4 separate regions of the Sus scrofa genome follow, and regions 2, 3 and 4 are each linked to region 1. The links are chromatin contacts, called in public Hi-C and HiChIP or PLAC-seq maps. All regions are on one chromosome and are shown on one strand. The core of a region is the stretch at or near the end of the contact, and the rest is flanking DNA. Distances in the headings are between cores, read along the strand shown.

Region 1 (4,896 bases), core at 754-3,253:
TAGGGTGGTGGTGGCCAGTCACATCAGCTGGTTATCCCTTGGTTGAAGTTCACCAGAAAGCAAAAGTCCAGTGACCTGGGGGTTCCAGGATTCTATAAGGTGAAAGAAGACAGAAATTCACCTGAAACAAGCACCCTTTACATGGCAGAGAGGATACACACCTTCTTTCAAGTAAGAAGAGGTGGCTCAGAGAAACATGGTATGAAACTCTGAATGCATGTGACTTTGGGCAAGTCACATACCTCCGTCAATCTCAGTTTTCTCCTCCATTTAATTGGGGCTGAACATCTATCTACCTTACCTACCTTACAAACACAACATTCATAAAATACTTAGCTCAGTGACCAGTATATTGTAAGCACTCAGTATGTAAGAAGGAAAGAGATTCAGAAAAGTTAAGTGATTTCTCTAGTTTCCAAAGCAGTTAAGCGTAACTCAAATTTGAAATTAAGTCTCCTTGTGAAGCCCAGGACCTTTCTCCAATTTTCCCTTCTCTCCTTATGTTAGAATTTTACACTTTTCATTTGACTTTGTAGGGCTTCCCATTAGACTGAGCAAATACATTCTCCTGTCCAGTGATATTGGGCTTTATCATGGGCAAAGGAATGATGGGCAAAAGGGGGAAATGACGGCATGGCAGTTCTGGGCTGAAATTTTAAGAGGTATTACCTGTTTCATTACATTTTTGTCTGCTTACTTGCTCATTTACCATGCAAGGAGTAACCAGAGGCTACCTTTCACCCTAGCTCACAGGATGAGACAAATGCAACAGACCCACACCTGACCCACAGCCCCAGTTAAGCTGAAGCTGGAACCCAAGCTACCCAGCCAACCCACAAACCCAAGAGTGAGAAGAAAAAAATTTTTTATTTTATTTTATTTTTATTTTTTGCTTTTTTAGGGTCACCCCCATGGCATATGGAAGTTCCCAGGCTAGGGGTTGAATCAGAGCTATAGGTGCCAGCCTACACAGCCACAGCAACGTGGGATCTGAGCAGTGTCTGTGACCTACGCCACAGCTCAGGACAATGCCAGATCCTTAACCCACTGAGTGAGGCCAGGGATTGAACCCGTATCTTCATGGATCCTAATCAGGTTTGTTAACCACTGAGCCATAAAAGGAACTCCCAAGAAAAAATTCTTATAGTTGTAAGTGACTGAGTCTTGGGTGGCTTGTTACCTAGCATTATTGCAGCAATAGCTGACTCATACACCTCCATGAATGAATACAGCCAAGCCAGGGCCCCTCCACTTTTGTCTGCCTGTGAGAACCTGCTAGACCCCCTCTCCACCGTCCTTTGGGTCCCAGCTACACTTAACTGAGAGACCTTGTCTCCAACGGTATTCTGAGATCTTTACTTGTGCACGTTTCTTTTTCTTATTTTGGACACTGAGCTGCTTTGGGGTAGGGAACTGCCTTTTGCATCCCCAGACCTCCAGCGCCGAGCACAGTGCCTGGTACAAAATAGGCTGTCAGTAAATATGAGCTGACTTTTAACTAAACTAAATGGAGTGGCCCCAAATATCATCAAGGGCTAAAGTATTTTAAAGTACTCTTTCTACATTGTTTTTAAAAAGGGTCTTGAGGCTAAATACATAAATAATAAAGAGATACACTTTGAAAAATACGTCTACATAAACACATATGTAGGCAAACAAACTTATGCCAAACACAACTGGGAGCTTTCTGCAGACTAGTCTCCCATTTAAGGCCTGTAATTTCCCTCTTGGCCGACACTGGCTTTGGCTTGGACTGTGTTTCACAGACTCCTGGCAGGCAGCCTGCTGGGTTTGTGTTTAGATTTTTTTTTTCCTTTCATCAGGCCTGAAACTGAAGCCACAGACCTTTCTGAAACCTTCTCTTAGCTGTAGCTGTCATGCTTCAGGTCACCTGCTTATCCCTCCCAGGTCATGTGGATCCATAATGTGTCCAGAGGTCCAGGGACAAGCTGGCAAGCAGTGGAGTCCCTTCCAGAAGGAGACAAAGGAAGGCAGAGGAGGAACCAACGAGTCCGGAAAGTACGACCCAGACCAGGCCTCCACCCTCCCAGAGCCAACTGTATCTGATGGCCTAGCCTGCTGGCCAGCTTCTGGCATCAAAGAGGTAGGGACCCTGGAGGGGAACTGAGGCCCATGAAAACAAAACAAAATAAGCGAAGTTGTGCTGGTGACATGGGCGAAGCTTATATGCACCTAAGTCCTGGGGGAGCTCTAGGGTCAGACACAGGTCATATTTAGATCCTGGCTCTTCCAATATCTCCTGGGCCAGTGACTTAACTCTCTGAACCCAATTTCCTCATCCATGAACTGGATTGCACCTACCTCGCAGGCCAGTGTCAAGATTACATGAGTTCATACACGTGATGGGCCAAGCACTTTGTAGAAAATTAATCTGCGGTGAGTTTTGTTTTCACAACAGACCTTTCATCTGTCGGGACGTGTCCAGTCTTATCTGCTCCCCATTCCATCTGCAGTGCAGTCTCCTCTGTGGCTGCCTCTCCAGCCTGTGCTTGCAGGGTCTCAGGGCAGCCTGCCCCCTTATAGAGAGATTCTCATTACTAGAAAGTTCTACCTCAGTCTGACCCTGAAGAGAATCTAACAGTGATCTCTCTGGAGCTTTCACTCATGGCCCCTTTCCACTCAAGGGCCAGTAAAAACGAGTCTACACCCTCACCCTCAGTGCAACCTTCTCTGTAGGCAAGGATAGCTCTCAGGCCCTTCTTGAGGTGCCTCCAGAATTCTTCAAGGCTTTACACACACACACACACACACACACACACGCGCGCGCACACACGCATGTGGTGTCTAAGCAATTACAAGGACTACACAGAAACAAATAAGGGACATATAGCCCAAACTTGGAAGGTCCAGGAGGCTTCTTAGAGGAAGGTAGTTGAGAGTGAATAGTTGCTATGAATTGGTTGTGCAAAGCCCTGCAGCTACTAGTGAAGAAATAGACTCTCTGCCCTGGCAGTGGGTGATGGTTGATGCCTCTAGCTAGACATCATTGTTGAATTTGTGTTGATTTTCTACTATTCAAATGCCTCTTTCCGGGCCCAGTTTCCTCAGTAGGCTTGGCCCAGTACTTCCAACGGATGTTTTTCCATTCCCTTCTTACGCAGACAGAGAAGCCAGGTTTGTGTCCAGGCTCTGCCACTCACAAGCTGGGCGACCCAAGCCCAGTCAGATCACCTCTCTGAGCCTCCATTTCCACACTGGAAAATGGAGAAGACACTGCCTACGCCCAGGGCTGGCGTGTGGATGGAACAAGATCTCACAAAGGAAAAGTTGCCCAGCATGGAGATGATGTTTGTCAGATGTTTTCTTTCCTTTTGTGCTTGATAAGATGACACAGCCTGATCTGATAGCAACACTCCATTGATAGTGTTATAACAGCATATTCCTTCAAAGGCACTTGCACCTGAATTTCTGAATATTGAGCCAGTCCATAACCCTCTCTTATGGCCCCTGAGGCTCTCCTTGATGGGGCACCTGCTTCCTCTGCAGCCCCACATGCAGACTAGTGGGCATTCTTGAAGGCAAGTGGCTCCAATCCCTCTGGATGGGTGCCCTCTTAAAGGACACCAAGATTAAGTGCCCGGCTCTTGGCTAAGGTCTCTTTGAGGAACACTGGAGAGTTTCCTTGGGAGAATCGACCAGAATCATGGCAGGGAACAAAGTGCATGCAGAAGGGCTGAACAGCAAAAAAATCTAAGGGAAGGACTCTGTTTGGGGCTGAGACTGGGGCTAAGGAAACCAGCAAGGAAGGTCAAGACACCCTGGGGGGTAGGGCAGCAGGCAGCCCACACCCCCCCCAGGGGTCAGTCAAAGAGAAGAGACACATGTTCTGGAAGGCCAGAGAGCTGACGCCCTGGGGAGCAGCAGCCGGGGCACTGTGGCTCTCTGGGTCACAGCCAATGCCAGACTTTGAAAGAAAGGAACAGACAAAGGGAGGGACAGACACCTGACCTCTGCCTCTTCCCACACTCCTCTTGCCTGCTGCTATAGATTTCCTTTGGCTAGACGCAGCTATAATTTAGAGTCCAGGGGAACCTCGGTGATGTTCTTCTTAGGGGTTAACCTGCTGGGGCGCAGAACATGTGGAGCGAGCAGAAAAATTGGTGGGACAGGAATGATCACAGAAAGAAATTACGAACAAAACAGTAATCCTGGCATCCTACAGGGACAATGAGCACAGCTGACCCTAAGAGGGCTAGCTCTTCCCCAAGAAAGAGAATTCCATGTAAGGGGAAGCGGGAAGCTGGCTAACAGGCAGCTTTCCCAGCCAGGCCACAGTGTTCACACAGCAACCAGATCCTGTGCCCAGCGCATCTGCCAGAGTAGTTCACATGGCCACAGACATCTCAGACCTTGGCCCATGCGCAGCTGTAGAGGGCAAAGTGTTGTTCTATGATCCTGGACCTCACCCATCTTCACTGCTCCTTCCCCAGGACCTGGGCAGGCAAGAGGGGACTTTGGAGCCACCCATGAGAGAGGCAGAAATGATTCAGATCCAATCATAAAAATAATGATGAGAAAAATAGTGAAAACATGGGAGTTCCCGTCATGGCTCAGCAGAAACGAACCCAACTAGTATCCATGAGGATGCAGGTTCGATCACTGGCCCAACTTAGTGGGTTAAAGATCTGGCATTGCTGTAAGCTCTGGTGTAGGTCGCAGATGCGGCTTGGAGGCCTGTGTTGCTGTGGATGTAGGCCAGGGGCTGCAGGGAACTAGCCTGGGGAACCTCCATATGCTGCAGGTGTGGCCCTAAAAAGCCAAAAAAAAAAAAGAGCTCCCCCCCCCAAAAAAAAGAAGGAAGAAAGGAAAGAAGGGAAAATAATATATGTCAACAAGGTGTTGTTGTTCTCACGGTAACAACCACACAGTGAAGTC
Region 2 (4,896 bases), core at 902-3,401, 430 kb before region 1:
GCCCTGACACTTTTCTCTTCTGATTATATCTCTGTACAGAACTGGCTGCCTACCACCAATTCAGAAGAACATCCCACCTGGTGGATGTGATGCAAGTTTTTTTTTTTTTTTTCCTTCCTTTTAAGGACCACAAGTGCTGCCTATGGAAGCTCCCAGGCTAGGGATGGAAACGGAGCTGCAGCTTCCAGCCTACACCACAGCCATAGCAATGGCGGGATCTGAGCCTCGCCTGTGACCTAATCACAACTCATAGCAATGCCAGATACTTAACCCACTAAGAGAGGCCAGGGATCAAACCCCCATCCTCATGGATACTAGTCGGGTTCATTTCCACTGAGCCACAACAGGATCTTGCCAAATTAAAGCACTGGGCTCCTAAGGCAACAATGATACTCTGATCCCCACTGTCCCCGCCTACCCCCTCCCCCAGAAGGATGAAGAGAAGGTTCTAAGAAGATGGAATAACCTTGGTGAGAGACTAAGCAAGGAAGAGGAGGAGAGCAAAGCCTTCAGGATGTCATCCTGAGCTCTGGATCCTTCTTCCAAGATAAAACCCATGTCTGAAGTTGCCTCTTCAGCTCTGATTAACGAGGGGTCAGGGAAATGAGGGCTTGTGGTGCCGTATCATGGGCTAGTTGGGACAGATCTTGTAAACACCCACCTCCTGTCCAGTTTCTCTTGACCTTTCTCCAAGAACAGTGGCCTTAGGCAGCGGTCAACAGACGACTAATTTTAGTTTTGGTTATAACATTCAGAGCCAAAGCTCTTCCCTTGCCCAGGCTGAGACGAGACCAACACAAACCTCCTTATTCCTGTCACTCAACCTCTCCTGGTTCCCAGAACCAGGCAGACATCCGCGAAAGGCTAGGGAATCTTACCCTGTGAGCCTCCCCAGAGAAGGGGGAGGTACAGTAGATTTAGGAGTTCTTCACTCACTCACTCTACACCTGTCCATTTCCGTGCTCAGTCCCTTGACGAGTGTTTATTTAGCATCTGCCACCTAACGGGCCCAGGAGTTGGCCCAGGGTACACAGAGCTGGCTGAGATGAATAGGCTGCCTCTCCTGCAGGCAAGGCAGGACAGCCAGAAACCAGAGAGTAAATCACAGAACTGTCTGGGTGCTCAATCCAATGAAGGGCCCTTGAGCGGCATCTCATCTGGGCCAGGGGCTCGGGGACAGATTCCCAGGGAAGGAAGGTTTAAGCTGAAACCAGAAGGATAGTGAGAGCTGTGGGAAAAGAACAGGAAAAGGGCTGGACCAGCAGAAGGTGGCCTGGAATGTGCGCTGTGGAGAAGTCAGTGTGGCCAAAGCAGTTGGGGAGGGTGTGCAGAGAACCGGGGCCGTGAGGCTGCAGGGGCTGGTCATCAAGGTCTATGGCCCAGGCCAAGCGCTGGGGACTCTGACCTGAGAACAGTGGGGAGGCAATGCGTTTCAGGCAAGGCGCTGTCCTGATGAGTGTAAGGTTCAGCTCCTGTCACTGTTACTTCTATGACATTGGGTGGGTCACAGTGCCTCCTTTGATCCACCAATAAAATATGTCCTTGCCTTTTCTTTTCTTTTTTTTTTTTTTTGCTTTTTAGGGCCACACCTGTAGCATATAGAAGTTCCCAGGCTAGGGGTTGAATTGGAGCTGCATCTGCCAGCCACAGCCACAGCCACAGCCACGCCAGATCCAGGCTGCGTCTGTGACCTATACCACAGCTCATACCAATGTCAGATCCTTTAACCCACTGAGTGGGGCCAGGAATCAAACCCGCATCCTCATGGATACTGGTCGGGCTCCTTACTGCTGAGCCACAACAGGATCTCCCTCACAAACATGCTTGTATTTTGCGTCTACTCTGTGCCAGCCACATGTCACCAATGCGACGGGACAGGGAACAGAACAGGTCCTGCCATTCTTGGAACTTACATCCCAGTGGGGGCGTCAGCTTGGCAAATACGCCAGGGAGGAAACCAGCAGGGTGACGAGGAGGAGAGTGACCTGGGAGGCTGCCTTGGGGCAGGATAGGCAGGGTGGACCTCTGAGGAGAAGACCCTGGATCTGAGGCCTGAGGAACGACAAAGGTCCTTCAGAACAAGGAGAGACTTGGGCAGAGTGACTGCAAAGGCCTGGGCAGCTGAGCACGTGGAGCTGAGCACAGAGCCTGAGGCACAGGGCCAGGCTGGCTAGGGAGGCGGCATCCTGATGGCACAGGGCCTCCTTGGAGGGGGCATGTTACTGCATGAGCAACAGAGGCTGATGAATGGCCTGATCTCAGTGACACTGTAAGGTCACTTAGGCTGCTCTGTGGAGGATGGGCAGGAAGGAGACCTGAGTGAAGGAGTGAGATCCGGAAGGGGCTTCTGTCCTTCCTTTCTCCACTGCGCAGAGCACACTTCATCACCCGCCAGCTACCGGCTTCATGACCTTGGGCACGTTACTCAACCTCCTGGCATCTTAACTGTCCTCATCCACAGGGGCAATAACACCCCCTGCCTCACACTGGGCTCTTGAATACAAGTTGCCGTCATTTGCAGGAACAGGGCATGGCTAAGCGCTCCATACACCTGAGCCGTTCTCACTTCCTCACTGTTCTTTCCCTGTCTGTCTCTGCGACTGGATTCTGAGCTCCTCACCTTTACCGGCCCAGCACCTGTTCCAGTGTTAATCCTAGGGTCTCTGTCAATCAGGAGTCACAAATGGTTGCCTGAAGATGTGAGTTGGCCCAAAGACATTTTGTTCAGCAGATATAGAGATTTTGAGATACGTGACTGTGGATGCCTTCAGGCTAGAGATGCTCCCCCAGCTTCCTGGAGTCCACTCAGGATGTGACTGGGTGAACTCTTAAAAATGTGGCTTGGAACATGTGTCAGAAATGTGACCTGTAAACCACACAGTAACTCCCTAATCCCCTCTCCAGCCCCCCCCACTGGGGCAATGGACCACAGGGTCTCATTTTCTAACTTTTCTTCGTATTGAATACTTTCTAGATCCTGATAACCAGGAGAAAAAGACACACACAGAGTCTGTGACTTTTTTTTCCTTCCCTTAGTAAGGCTGTGCCCTCAGCATATGAAAGTCCCAGGCTAGGGGTTGAATGAGAGCCGGCCTACGCCACAGCCACAGCAACTCTGGACCCAAGACACATCTGCAACCTACACCATAGCTCATGGCAACACTGGATCCTTAACTCACTGAGCGAGGCCAGGGATCGAACCTACATCTTCATGGATACTAGTCAGATTCTTAACCCTCTGAGCCATAACACAAACTCTCAGAGTCTGTCTTAACTGAGTTTACAATCCAGTGCTCGTGAATGTGGATGCTGTAGTCTCCTTGGGTGCAAAAGGTACACTAATATTACATCATACTGGGTGTTGCACAGATTATCTTATTCTACTCTTAAAATAACTCTGGAGGGGTGGGTAGCCTGGACAAGCAGGTTACTCTCCTTTGCAGAGAAACAAATGAAGGATCAAAGAAGCTAAGTATAGTGTCCAAAATAAAACAGCAAGATGGTAGATCTCGAAATCCTGTCCCTTTTCATCAACAGAAGCATTGCAAGCAGGGAGAGGTTAACTCGGGTTATGGAAAAACCTCTAAAGTTCTCTCTTTGTAACATGTCACAGGCCTGAGAATAAGAAAGATGACGGTGATACCCAGACACTGACCACCACATGGTAGCATAACTTAGATTGGCTCTGATGGTGGGAAAATCCTGACAACAGTGCTGGCAAAGAATAAGAGGTTTGTGTTCCAAGAGAGTTCTCCACGGGCTCCACGTGTCACCAGTGACACATCTGGAAAGAGAAAAAAGAAATCAGGAAACAGAACATGGCCCTTTTTGCCAGGAGAGTTACGGAAGTATATTTTTTTGGCTAAGGCGATGAGATTTTGCCAGGTGGTGCCAGGCCAGACAGCAGATCTGCATGGCCCAGCAAGCTCGGCCTCCAGAGGGACCCTCTCTGGTATTTCCCAAGAAGGCTTGGCACACTCAGGGGATCACAGCAGCCGCCTCCGCAGACACCTTCGGAGTGTAGTAAGCTTCCACTGTGTGCGCCAGACACACAGAGGCCTGGAAAATACATCATCATCTTTGAGAGACTCAGCAGCCTTACCAACCCTGAACTTGTCCTTTTTGGGTGTGAGAGCTACTCAAGACTCCTCAGCCCTCATCTGATTTAAATCAGTGGTTCTTAACCAGGCCATTAAGAACCCCTCGCCCGCCCCCCGCCCCCGGGGTGGGGGAGAAGTTGGCAATGTCTCGGGACATTTTTGGTCAACTTGACAGGGGCACAGAGAAGAGTACTACTGGCATCTAGCATGCAGATGGCAAGGATGGTGTTAAATATCCTACAACACACAACAGGAGAGCTCAGCAATGAAGAATTATCTGGCCCAAGATGTCAAGAGTGCCAAGGTTAAGAAACCCTGATGAAGATACCTAACAGGTTTCTGGACTCCTGACTATACGCCCAGCCTTGTACTAAGCACTACAAAGCCAAAGGGAATTGGATAAGTCCTTTTTCTCAAGGAGTTCTGAGTCTAGTGGAGATGTAATCACGCAAAGAAACAGTTGTCACTCAGTGAGATGGGACTGAAAGCTACCACAGCCGGGGCGGGGGATGACCTGTAAAGAGACCTTTGGGTTCGCACGTGGGCTTTGCAGTTTACTCATGAGCTGTGTGACCTTGGACAGTACGCTTAACCTTTTGACTTCTTCTGAACCTCTGAACGGGAAACGATGACTCTATTTCTATTCCTACTACTATTGTGGTTCTTGCCACTGTTCCTACAACTTCTGCTAGAGCTCCATCACCACTGCCACCATTACTGCTACGGCTTCTGTACTTCCCCTATGCAGAGCCTGAGTGCCAGACAGCCAGGAGGCAGAAAGGATTGGGAAGGAGAA
Region 3 (4,896 bases), core at 979-3,478, 380 kb before region 1:
AGGTACCAGTAACAAATAACAGCAAGAGCCGCGAGGGCAGCTGACATCTCCCGAGTCCTCAGCACGCTGGCCTATAAGCTCTATCCATGTGAACTCTTTCAATCCCCACAGCAAGCCCATAGAGTACAATGAGGGAAACAACGTGCAAAAGATGTAAGAGACTTGCTCCTGGTCACACGATTAAGTCCCAGGGCTGGCGTGCCACCCCAGAGCCCAAACTCAACGGCTACTTTGAGTTCCCTCCTCCGTGCAAGGTGCTCTCATGTCACTTCCTGGGACAAATCCCCATCTTAAAGGGCCTGAAGCTTTTACATGGGGAACTCAAAGAAAGGAATACAAAATTATGAATATAAAATCAGGTACCATAATGAAGGTTTACAATGAGGAAAAAAAAAAACTAAAATAAGTGGAACCTAGGGCATTTAGATTCCCTTTTCCTGAGATGAGAAATGCCTACACAGAAGTCCTTCCTGACTGCAACCCCTCCCCACCCAGAACATTCTACGACTCCCAACAGCTACCTGCACTCATGGGGCCCATGCAATCCGAGGTCCCCAAAGCTTCAATTTCAATGCATTTCCTTCAGGGGAAGCCCATCTCCACCACTGCCCAAAAGTCTCTTAAATTTTCCCAAACCATTTCGACAAAGCCCAGATCTCAGGGCCAGAGGGAGGGGGGCTTTTCACTGCAAACCAAACAAGTGGTGGAGACAAATGCAGTGTGAGAGGAACCAGGATTTCCATCCTTCCTCCCTTGCTGGAAGATTGAGCCACACCAAATGACATCGCTTAGGAGCCATGCAGACCTAGTTTCAGATCCAGCCTCTGCTCCTTCATGGCTGTGTGATGATGAACGTGTCCCCTGTCTTGGTTTCCTCATCTGTTAAAATGATACAAGGATCAAATCGGATAACGGGCATGCTGCCCAGGAATGCCAGCTCCCTTTCCTCTGGGTACACCTTTCTGTGCTTTCTCCCCCTTTTTGCCCAACTCTTGGGATGGGTAGGTCGGTCCTTTGTCTATGCTTTCAGCGTATTCTGTAGAGATCTCCGCTGGAGCACATCATTCTCTTATTCATTCAGCAAGTACCCCCTGGAAGCAAAGATGAACGTGGACATGCAACTGTCCTCAAGAGGCCTGCATCTGGTGAATAAGCAGGGAACCCTTCTCTACCATGACAGAGATGCTCCTTGATGGGCTGGAGCCATGCCTCCTCCTCGGACACGGGGCAGGTCAGACCCAAATGAAAATAATCGAGTCGGCCTCCCACCTCCCCATCTCCCGGCCAGCACTTCACCTCACCCCTCTCTCGGCTCTGCTCTCATCAGGCCCAGCCATGCTGGTCCACACATCCTCTGCATGCCTGGATCAATGAAGTTTGGTTTTACAGGGCACTGGGCCCATTGTTGGCTCTCACCTCAAGAACAAAGAAGAATACTGGCCCTTCCAAGGCAAAACAAAGGCCGACTTCTCCTCCATGGTTCCCTTTTCCTTTATGGGCAACAGTATGCAGACCCCTGGCCCTCCACTGAACTACATTTAAAACAGCTTTTGTGAAGGGTGGACACAGCGGCCATTTTTGTGTATGTGCCTGCCCGCAGCAATGAACTGATTGTAACATGAACAACGTGCACTTCTTCCCACTTCTGACAGAATAGATGACATTGTGCTGAGGGCCAGGGAGGGGGTGGGGGCCTAACGAAAAAAAAAAAAAAAAGCCCTAAGGTTTATTACAAGGAATTCTGATAAAAAGCACTTCGAAGCCTCTTTCCCATCATCAAAAAACCACACTGGGCAAGATCAGAGCTTAACAGCCGACAAAAAAACACATTCAATCCCTGAGATCATTTTCCTGAAATAGAAAACTACATATGTTTCTCAAATTTCATATCAAGCCACTGCAGAGGCCAGACTGCAGGGCTGAACTGGGCCAAAGTCGGGGGGGGGGAGGGGGGGGATGGGATGGGAAAGGGAGTAAACAGAAGAAAACGAGCCCATTCTTCCACATCACCACGTTTCTCTAGCACAATCTAAACTTACAAACACCCCCAGTTTCACAGAACTTGTAGTTAGGGTTGCTTATCGGGCAGTCTTTACTTTGTCAAATTAAGACACATTGCCTTGGATTAGCAAGACTCCTTAAATTCAAAATGACTTCATGGTTGGCTCGGAGTTCAGTGTCTCTAGGGCCAGCCGCCAGGAACATATCCACTGCGGAGCCCCGCTCCTCTCCATATGACCTGCCTGACTTTTCCATGGAGACAGCAGAGCAAAATCCCAGGCAGACAGGCTGTCAGTGTTAATTAAAAGTCCAAACACCTCTTTAGAAACTATCTGCAGCTCAATATTTATACAGAGTATAAGACTCCTAACAGGCAGGGCCGGAGAGGGGAGCAGGAGGTTGAGGGCGGAAATAGGTTTGACTGGCATTTGGAACCCATTAATTTTTAAAAGACAGGCTGCCACTCTAGGTAGGACTGAGAGAGGTTCAAAAACGTAACGAAACCAGAAAGATGAATGAGCTGAAGATTGTTTAGAAAGCCCGGGGAGAGTGCTCAGCTTTTGAAAAGAATAATATCTGGGCAATAATGAGAGCTGACACTTTTTAGTGGTGAATGCAGTTTTTGGCACATTTTAACAATGCAGGTTGACAATGTTTCATATTTAACAAAAGGAAAAGCAATCTTCTAAATGACTTGGGAACAAAGGGCTCCCTGACTGCAATTTCTTAATAACATTTAAGAATTCTCTTCAAAGGCCCTTGACTATAATTTAGAGCAAGGAAGAAAAATGAAGAAAACAAGAAAAAAAGAAGGTGTATTTAAAAAATAATAAACTAACTAGAAGAGGTGAAAAAAGAAGACAAGGATACAGCATTCTGACACTAAATTATATCCCAAAGGGTTGAATTTAATGTCAGGCTTTTATAATACTTCTTCCAATAACCTGAGCTTTAAGAAAGAAGTCAAAGGGAGACTTTGGTCGACACCATTACTTTTGGACTCAGAGGTTCAGTCCAGGGAGGGGCTAAATGGATCACCTAATCCAGCCACCACACTCTGCAGACAAACTGAGCACCAAGGGCCCAGGGTTACCTGGCTGGACCAGATATTTCTTCCAAGTTTCAAACCATGCCACCAGGTGTATTTTATGCTATGTGTCCTAAGGCCTCACCATCAAGGCCACAGAGTTCTTACAGTATCCAAGACTGAATATTGACACCGTTAATCAGACTGAAACTCAGAGGCTACCTAGAATCACACAAGTACAGCATATCCAAAAGTTCACAAGAGTTCACCTACAGTGGCAGCCATCCAGGATAGCAAACTGATTTAAGAGGCCACCAAGACCAAAATGTCCTGTCCCTCCCAAGGAAGGCCTTCCGGGGTCAGAGAAAAGAACTCTAAACAATATATGACTTGGATATGGTCCCCTTAAAACCTAACCCCTACTTCACTTAGCAGTTTCACCCTCACAGCAAGAACCTTCCGGGATTCTGTAATAGCACCTGGAAAACGTGATCTCTATTCTTGAGCATTTTTACAGTTTCAAAACATTTTCAGCAGGAGTTCCCTGATAGTTCTGAGGTTTAAGGATCTGGTGTTGTCACTGCTTTGGCTCTGTTTACTGCTGTGACACAGGTTCAATCCCTGGCCTGGGAACATGCCATGGGTGCAGTCAAAAATGTTATTTCAGCAAAGAATATACTGTCATACTATTTGTAAATGAGGACTCCCAGCCTGAGATTGCTCCACTTTTACCATATTAAAGAGCAAACAAGACTAGATTCTAAAAGAAATTCAAGGTCTCAGAGAAAACTGGTAAGCAAAGGAAATGCTATACAGCTACTCAGTTGAAAAATTACAGTCCTACTGGCTGTATGACTTTCAAGGGTATGGAACTCACATCTAGATCTATACCAAAGAGCTGAAAAAGACAGATGAATGGATAAAGAAGATGTGGCGTGTGTGTCTATGTGTATATATGTGTGTGTGTGTGCACATATATTTTATAAAATATGTATGCCACAAATGTGGCCCTAAAAAGACAAATATTTATATATATACATATGCACATGATGGATTATTACACAGCCTAAAATATAATGAAATAATGCCATTTGTAGCAACATAAATGGGCCTAGAAATTATTATACTAAGTGAATAAGCCAGACAAAGAAAGACATTTATCACATGATACTACTTACATGTGGAATCTAAAATATTCTACAAATGGACTTATTTACAAAACAGAAAGAGACCCACAGACAGAAAACAAACTTACGGTTACCAAAGGGGAAAAGGAAGGGGAAGGGATAAATTAGGAGTTTGGGATTAGCCTATATGCACTCCAATATATAAAATAGATAACCAACAAGGACCAACTGTATAACTGTATAGCACAAGGAACTATATTCAGTATTTTCTAATAACCCGTAAGGGAAAAGAATATTATGACTGAATCACTGTGTTATATACCTAAAACTAACAAAACATTGTTAAATTGTTTATATATACATATAAACAATATATTTAATGACCTAGAACAGTGCCTGATACACAGCAAGTTCTCACTAAAAAACAGGATTTTCTTTTTTTTATAAAATTATGGAAACTAGCAAATTCAGAACCACTTAATGAAGGGTGCATATCATATCGATCCAAGGTCACACACTTTTACCTCCTTTGTCCCAAAGGACAAAGGTGGGAATTCTTTTTCTTTTTTTTTTTTTTTTTTGTCTTTTTGCCATTTCTTGGGCTGCTCCCGCGGCATATGGAGGTTCCCGGGCTAGGGGTCTAATCTGAGCTGTAGCTGCCAGCCCAAGCCAGAGCCACAGCAATGCGGGATCCGAGCCACATCTGCGTCCTACACCACAGCTCACGGCAATGCCGGATCG
Region 4 (4,896 bases), core at 808-3,307, 310 kb before region 1:
TTCCTAAGTTTGTACTTATCTGCACTAGTGTTTCGCCTTGTTTCTAATTTCTGCACGCTTTACTCATCCAATTAACAAATATTTATTGGATGCTAACAATCACATTTTATTAATTCTAAGACACTCATTTTTTTCACTTAGCTTCTCTGAAATCAGTGAACCTTACAATCAATGGCATCTTACAATTAATTGGTAGCAGGTTTTCGTTGTAATATCGGAAATAATGAGGCCTTTTGCAATTAATGATGGATATTTGAAGAAATGTAGGACCAGTCACCCAGCTAAGAGCTGAGGATACAGTAAAGGACAAAACAGGACAGTGGCTTACATCTTCCTCGGTTTCTTTGCCTGCAGAGAGGCTAGCTGCTCTACTCCCCTACTGACCACACACAGGCTCTTGCTGTACTAGGATGCCCTCTCTTAGCTCCCCACAGTCTCCCTGGGAAGAGCCCAGGGTGCTGCCCCTCAACACTGATCCTGGCAAGCCAACATCTCTCATTCCTGGCTACAACTTTCCAAGATTATTCTAGACACTGCAAGGAGAACCGGGTGGCGGTGGGGGGGACATAGGGAATGAAGACTCTATACAAACATTCTGGCCCACACAGACCTGGCTGGCCATCATCCAGGCTTCTCTGGCCAGCTTCAGTGACAAGAGAGTCCCCCTGGGGGCTGACCCAGCCCCTCAGGCCTGGCTCCTTCAGTGTTGACTCTCTCGTGCCACCCACCACCCAGCCCACCTGATTTATTCCCAGTCAAACCCAAAGAGGCAGATTTCTACTCTGCAGCTGACCCAGGGCTTACTCCAGCTCTGGGTTGTGGACCCATCACTTGGCTAAACAGGAAAGAACCCACTCTTCAGAAGAACCCCACCCCCTCCCTGGATAGAAAGTAGAGCTTTGCCAGTAGACAGTTAACTCCACTGCTGCTGGACCACAGATGAATCCCTGGTGCCAGCACAGTTTCTGGCACAGAGCACGAACTCACCAAGTCTCTGGGACTCAGCGGATACCTTTATAACCTACCTTTAGGTAAATAATAAAAGGTACAAATTTGCTGTGTATCCAATGCTCCACTAACCACCTTGCTTACATTTCTAATCCACTTTTTATCCTGATACCAACCCTGGATGATAATTACCGTTACATCCCCATCTTACTGATGCAGAAAATGAGTTCTAGACGGGTAAAGCAACTCGCTCTAATGTCGTACAACTAGCGAGTCACAGAGGTGACAGCAATCTCATTCCCTCTGGTCCAGCATCCCTACCTGTCCTTAGAACGCTCTACTGCCTGTTACCCTCCATTTTATTAAACGCCTATTTGCCAAGGGCTCTGCTAGGTGTCCCTGCCTACTTTGGCTACAACTGGCTAACTCAGGACACCTGCCACCTGTAGAGACTGACCCACTCCTACCTAGGCTCCTACCTACTTCTCTCTGGCCCCCTACCCATTTCTAGACCATACGACCAAGACATCCATTGGGAAGAGAATCAGACCCAGGGGATCAGGGTGTTACATTCGCCCTGCACCGTTCACACACAGCTCCCAGTTCATGTTTCTGTAAGAAACAGATCCTAATTAAATAGTTCAGGTTCACCGTGTTTCCCATTACTATCGTTTTCAGCGATCGCTTTATGATTGTTTCCACACCTGGGCTCTGAAAGCAGGGAAGCAGAGAAGTTCAAACCCTCGGGCAGCTACCCTGAAACTTGACCCCGTGAGTTATAAAAACTCTGCCAGAGGATTTTCTGCAACTCAGATTCTTTGTCGATCCCTCTGTGCCCTTTGTTCCTGGGTCATGAGTCCTCGCTGCTGTGTCCTAGATGCCAAACTGTGTTCCAGTTCCTCTTGGCCTCAAAAAATAAAGTAACTGCAAAATGGAAAACATTATTCCTTTTTCTGTTTTTTTTTTAAAAAAAAGGATTAGGATCCTTGTGCATGTCTGGCGCTTTCATACATTTGTTCATCTCTTCTGACTGAAATTCAATCAAGCTGATAAACCTATCAGCATTTTATACCTCAGACGGATGGGGGAATTTACCCCAAGTGACACAAAGAGTAAACAAGAGCAGCACCTGGACTTGAACCCTGGCCTCTTAAGGCACGTTTAGGGCTCTTTCCACACACCAGCTTAAAAATGAAAACAGAATCCTTCAACCACTTCTTCAACAACAACAACAAAAGCAGCAACAATAGCATTTATTAAGCTATGCTCTGCCAGTCACCCACCTGATTCTGTAATTTTCACTTCGTCCTCGTGACAACCCTGTGAGGTAGGCACTATGAGCCCATTTTCCAGGTAAGGGGATTGAGGTTCTCCGCAATAAAGCTATTTAAGGCCACAGAGCACAAAATCAGAGAAGCTGGGGCTCCAGGCTAGGACAGTGGGGCTCCGGAGCCTGATTTATGAGTGGTGATGGTCAGAAGGTTGGTCCCAGCTCATTCATTTCAGGCGGAGATCAATTCTCTAAAAGGAAAAACAACTGATGGGGATCTGGGGAGGCAGGTCAGACCGAGAAAGAAGGACATGGACTGGGGAGGCCAAGAGAAAGAAAAGCTACAGAGAGAAATTCAAGCGGCCTGCACACATGTCCAGAGCCTTACCTAACTTCTCAGTCGACTGAAGGCTCCGAAGGGCAGGAACGGCCTCCCGGCCAAGTCCCCAGCACGGACTGGACTGGTTTTTAGCCCCTGTTCATGATCAAAAGACTGCTCTTGTGATAAATATTTACGTGGTTCATTAAATGATAGCCTGTCCAAATATTATTAGAAATGTGCCACAGGAAACCACAGGCTTCACGGCTGAGTCTTCAACAAATGTGCAAGCTGATCAGAGGAAGCGTGAGAAAAGGGAAGAGGGTCCCAGAGAGGCAGGTCTCTGCAAAACTATTCACGGGATCCTAAGGAGAGATCCTGCTGCAGAGACGGCGCTGAAAACCAATCTCCAGGGGCTGTTCTGCTATATTCTCCTCCTCTTTTCCTCGAAATGACCAAATAGCAATAACATTGTTTCCTAAGCCTATAACCCTCCCGAGTGAATGAGCTTACCTGCAGTCCTATTTCCGAAAGAGCCACTCCTCCAGGACTGTCGGGACAGCGTCTCGGGGATCTGGGAGGAAGCTCAATATCCTCTCTCTGCTTTGATCTCTGGCTTTGGCTGGGAACCCAGGTACACGCGTCCCACACAATTCATTTACTTAGTTATACTGCAGTCAGGGGGTTGGGAAGTTTGGGAAGAAAAAGATAAAAGCAATGAGTATGCTGGTCCACTTCAGTCTCCTTAACAACAAGAATTAAATACCACTTTAAACAACTCCCACATGTTGTAAGATGGAAAGAAAGTTTGGGAAGGGAAGGAAGGAGATAATCTGGCAATAACCTGGTTCTCCATTGGCTTTTCCAAAAAATACACATTGGAGGAAAAGTACAGGTACTTGACAGGTACTTCTCTTAAAGTTAAAGGCTGTCTCCTGAGGCTGCAGTCTCATAGTATTTGAACAATTAACCAAGATTACATAGCCAGAGTTGCCTGATGTATGGTAATGCTCGGTACACGGCAGCAATTATTAGGATTATTAATATGTGCCAACCCTCCCTTCCAATACCAAATCACCTGGGGACATCCTCAATTATTTAATAGGGTGCATTGTCTATACCTAGGTATTCTCACCATACCTAACAGCTCAAATTCCAGGAAACAAAGCAAATGGTAAATGTTTTCTCTGTGCCAAGATGCTAGGAATCAGAAGTTGAAAAATGCATAATTTCTGACTTTAAAGAGTTGACAATTTAACGTAAGAGTCTGAAATACATAATTTGATTTTAGAGGGCTCACAATTTAATGTAAGCAAAACCAAGTGGTGATCCTTCCAGTGATGCCATGTTTACGTACTTCAAGCTCAACCTCACGCTCATGGTGACATTGCATATGGCAGTAAAGCGGTCCCACCAGAATCCTAGCCATACTCTCAGGGCCAAGCATCTTATTCCAACTCCACCTTACTCCACTGAATACAGAGATGATAGCTGGTAAAAAAAAAAGGGGGGGGGCAGTAAGAGTTTATTATCCAACTACTGGACCAGAAACTGGTATTTTTTTCAGGATGTTTAAGATCTTTGTGCTTTGGACTGAGCCCATCTTTGTGCTTTGGACTGAGCCCATCTTTTGTGTGTCTTTTTTTGTCTTTTTAGGGCTGCACCCTCAGCATATGGAGGTTCCCAGGCTAGGGGTCTAATCAGAGCTGTAGCTGCCAGCCTACACCACAGCCACAGCAACACCAGATCTGAGCCGCGTCTGTGACCTACACAGCTCACGGCAATGCCAGATCCTTAACCCACTGAGTGAGGCCAGGGATTGAAGCGGCAACCTCATGGTTCCTGGTCGGATTCGTTTCTGCTATGCCACGATGGGAACTCCTGAACTGAGCCCATCTTTAAAGACAAATATGAGATGATTGGAGGAGAGGTATGGTTATGAAATCAGAAAGTAGAAAGGTTGTCTGTCCTTTTAAATTCAAAGTTGGAGTCCAACAAGCAGAAAAGAAAGGCAAAACTCCCCAAATCCTCATGCCAGCCTCACAATGTGGCAGCCACAAGGATCAAAACCAAGCTGGTCCTGGATGGTGGCCCAAACCCACCACTCTCCAAAAGCCAGGCAATGGCACGACAGCTGACACAAAGAAAACAAAAAACCCAACCATGTTGAGGCCAAATGCATGGTATAGATCCTAAGGAAATCATGGCTGGAAAATCTGACGCATCAAATGACATCCCCAAACTCCACAAACAAACAGCGCCTGGCAGCAGATTAAACTCTGCATCTCCCATGTCCTCTTCTAGAGAACCTCACTCACTCTCCCTTCTCCTCAGCCCTTGGGATCCAAGAAAGCAGCTC

What was found. Hi-C and Micro-C count contacts between places; a contact is called where the count stands out from the background. HiChIP or PLAC-seq counts read pairs in DNA pulled down with a chosen protein or histone mark.
Region 2: a Hi-C map of skeletal muscle shows a contact between it and region 1, with 7 times the contacts expected there. The contact joins two enhancer-like sites. A contact is called at or near these places in 3 of 47 Hi-C or Micro-C datasets (liver, psoas muscle and skeletal muscle) and 1 of 2 datasets of contacts at active chromatin or transcription factors (skeletal muscle).
Region 3: a contact with region 1 is called in an H3K27ac HiChIP or PLAC-seq map of skeletal muscle. The contact joins two enhancer-like sites. A contact is called at or near these places in 2 of 47 Hi-C or Micro-C datasets (embryonic fibroblasts and skeletal muscle) and 2 of 2 datasets of contacts at active chromatin or transcription factors (alveolar macrophages and skeletal muscle).
Region 4: a Hi-C map of liver shows a contact between it and region 1, with 2.1 times the contacts expected there. The contact joins two enhancer-like sites. A contact is called at or near these places in 4 of 47 Hi-C or Micro-C datasets (liver and skeletal muscle) and 1 of 2 datasets of contacts at active chromatin or transcription factors (alveolar macrophages).

The regions. Positions count from the first base shown.
Region 1 is chr6:153,505,643-153,510,538 of Sscrofa11.1, forward strand. No RefSeq gene overlaps it. Among named protein-coding and RNA genes, the nearest start is that of JUN, 180 kb to the right of the region's middle. Within about 2 kb of position 2,004, at least 28 of the 83 cell types and tissues checked have an H3K27ac peak or open chromatin away from gene starts, as enhancers often do. A contact at or near this core is called in liver and skeletal muscle, where this site is marked.
Region 2 is chr6:153,072,265-153,077,160 of Sscrofa11.1, forward strand. The region is part of intron 5 of FGGY (FGGY carbohydrate kinase domain-containing protein); the gene reads right to left. Among named protein-coding and RNA genes, the nearest start is that of FGGY, 140 kb to the right of the region's middle. Within about 2 kb of position 2,152, at least 8 of the 83 cell types and tissues checked have an H3K27ac peak or open chromatin away from gene starts, as enhancers often do. A contact at or near this core is called in skeletal muscle, where this site is marked.
Region 3 is chr6:153,123,998-153,128,893 of Sscrofa11.1, forward strand. All of the region lies in intron 5 of FGGY (FGGY carbohydrate kinase domain-containing protein), which reads right to left. Among named protein-coding and RNA genes, the nearest start is that of FGGY, 87 kb to the right of the region's middle. Within about 2 kb of position 2,229, at least 40 of the 83 cell types and tissues checked have an H3K27ac peak or open chromatin away from gene starts, as enhancers often do. A contact at or near this core is called in skeletal muscle, where this site is marked.
Region 4 is chr6:153,194,549-153,199,444 of Sscrofa11.1, forward strand. FGGY (FGGY carbohydrate kinase domain-containing protein) reads right to left here. Exons shown (of 16, transcript XM_021097811.1): 2 at 3,051-3,208. Among named protein-coding and RNA genes, the nearest start is that of FGGY, 16 kb to the right of the region's middle. Within about 2 kb of position 2,058, at least 8 of the 83 cell types and tissues checked have an H3K27ac peak or open chromatin away from gene starts, as enhancers often do. A contact at or near this core is called in liver, where this site is marked.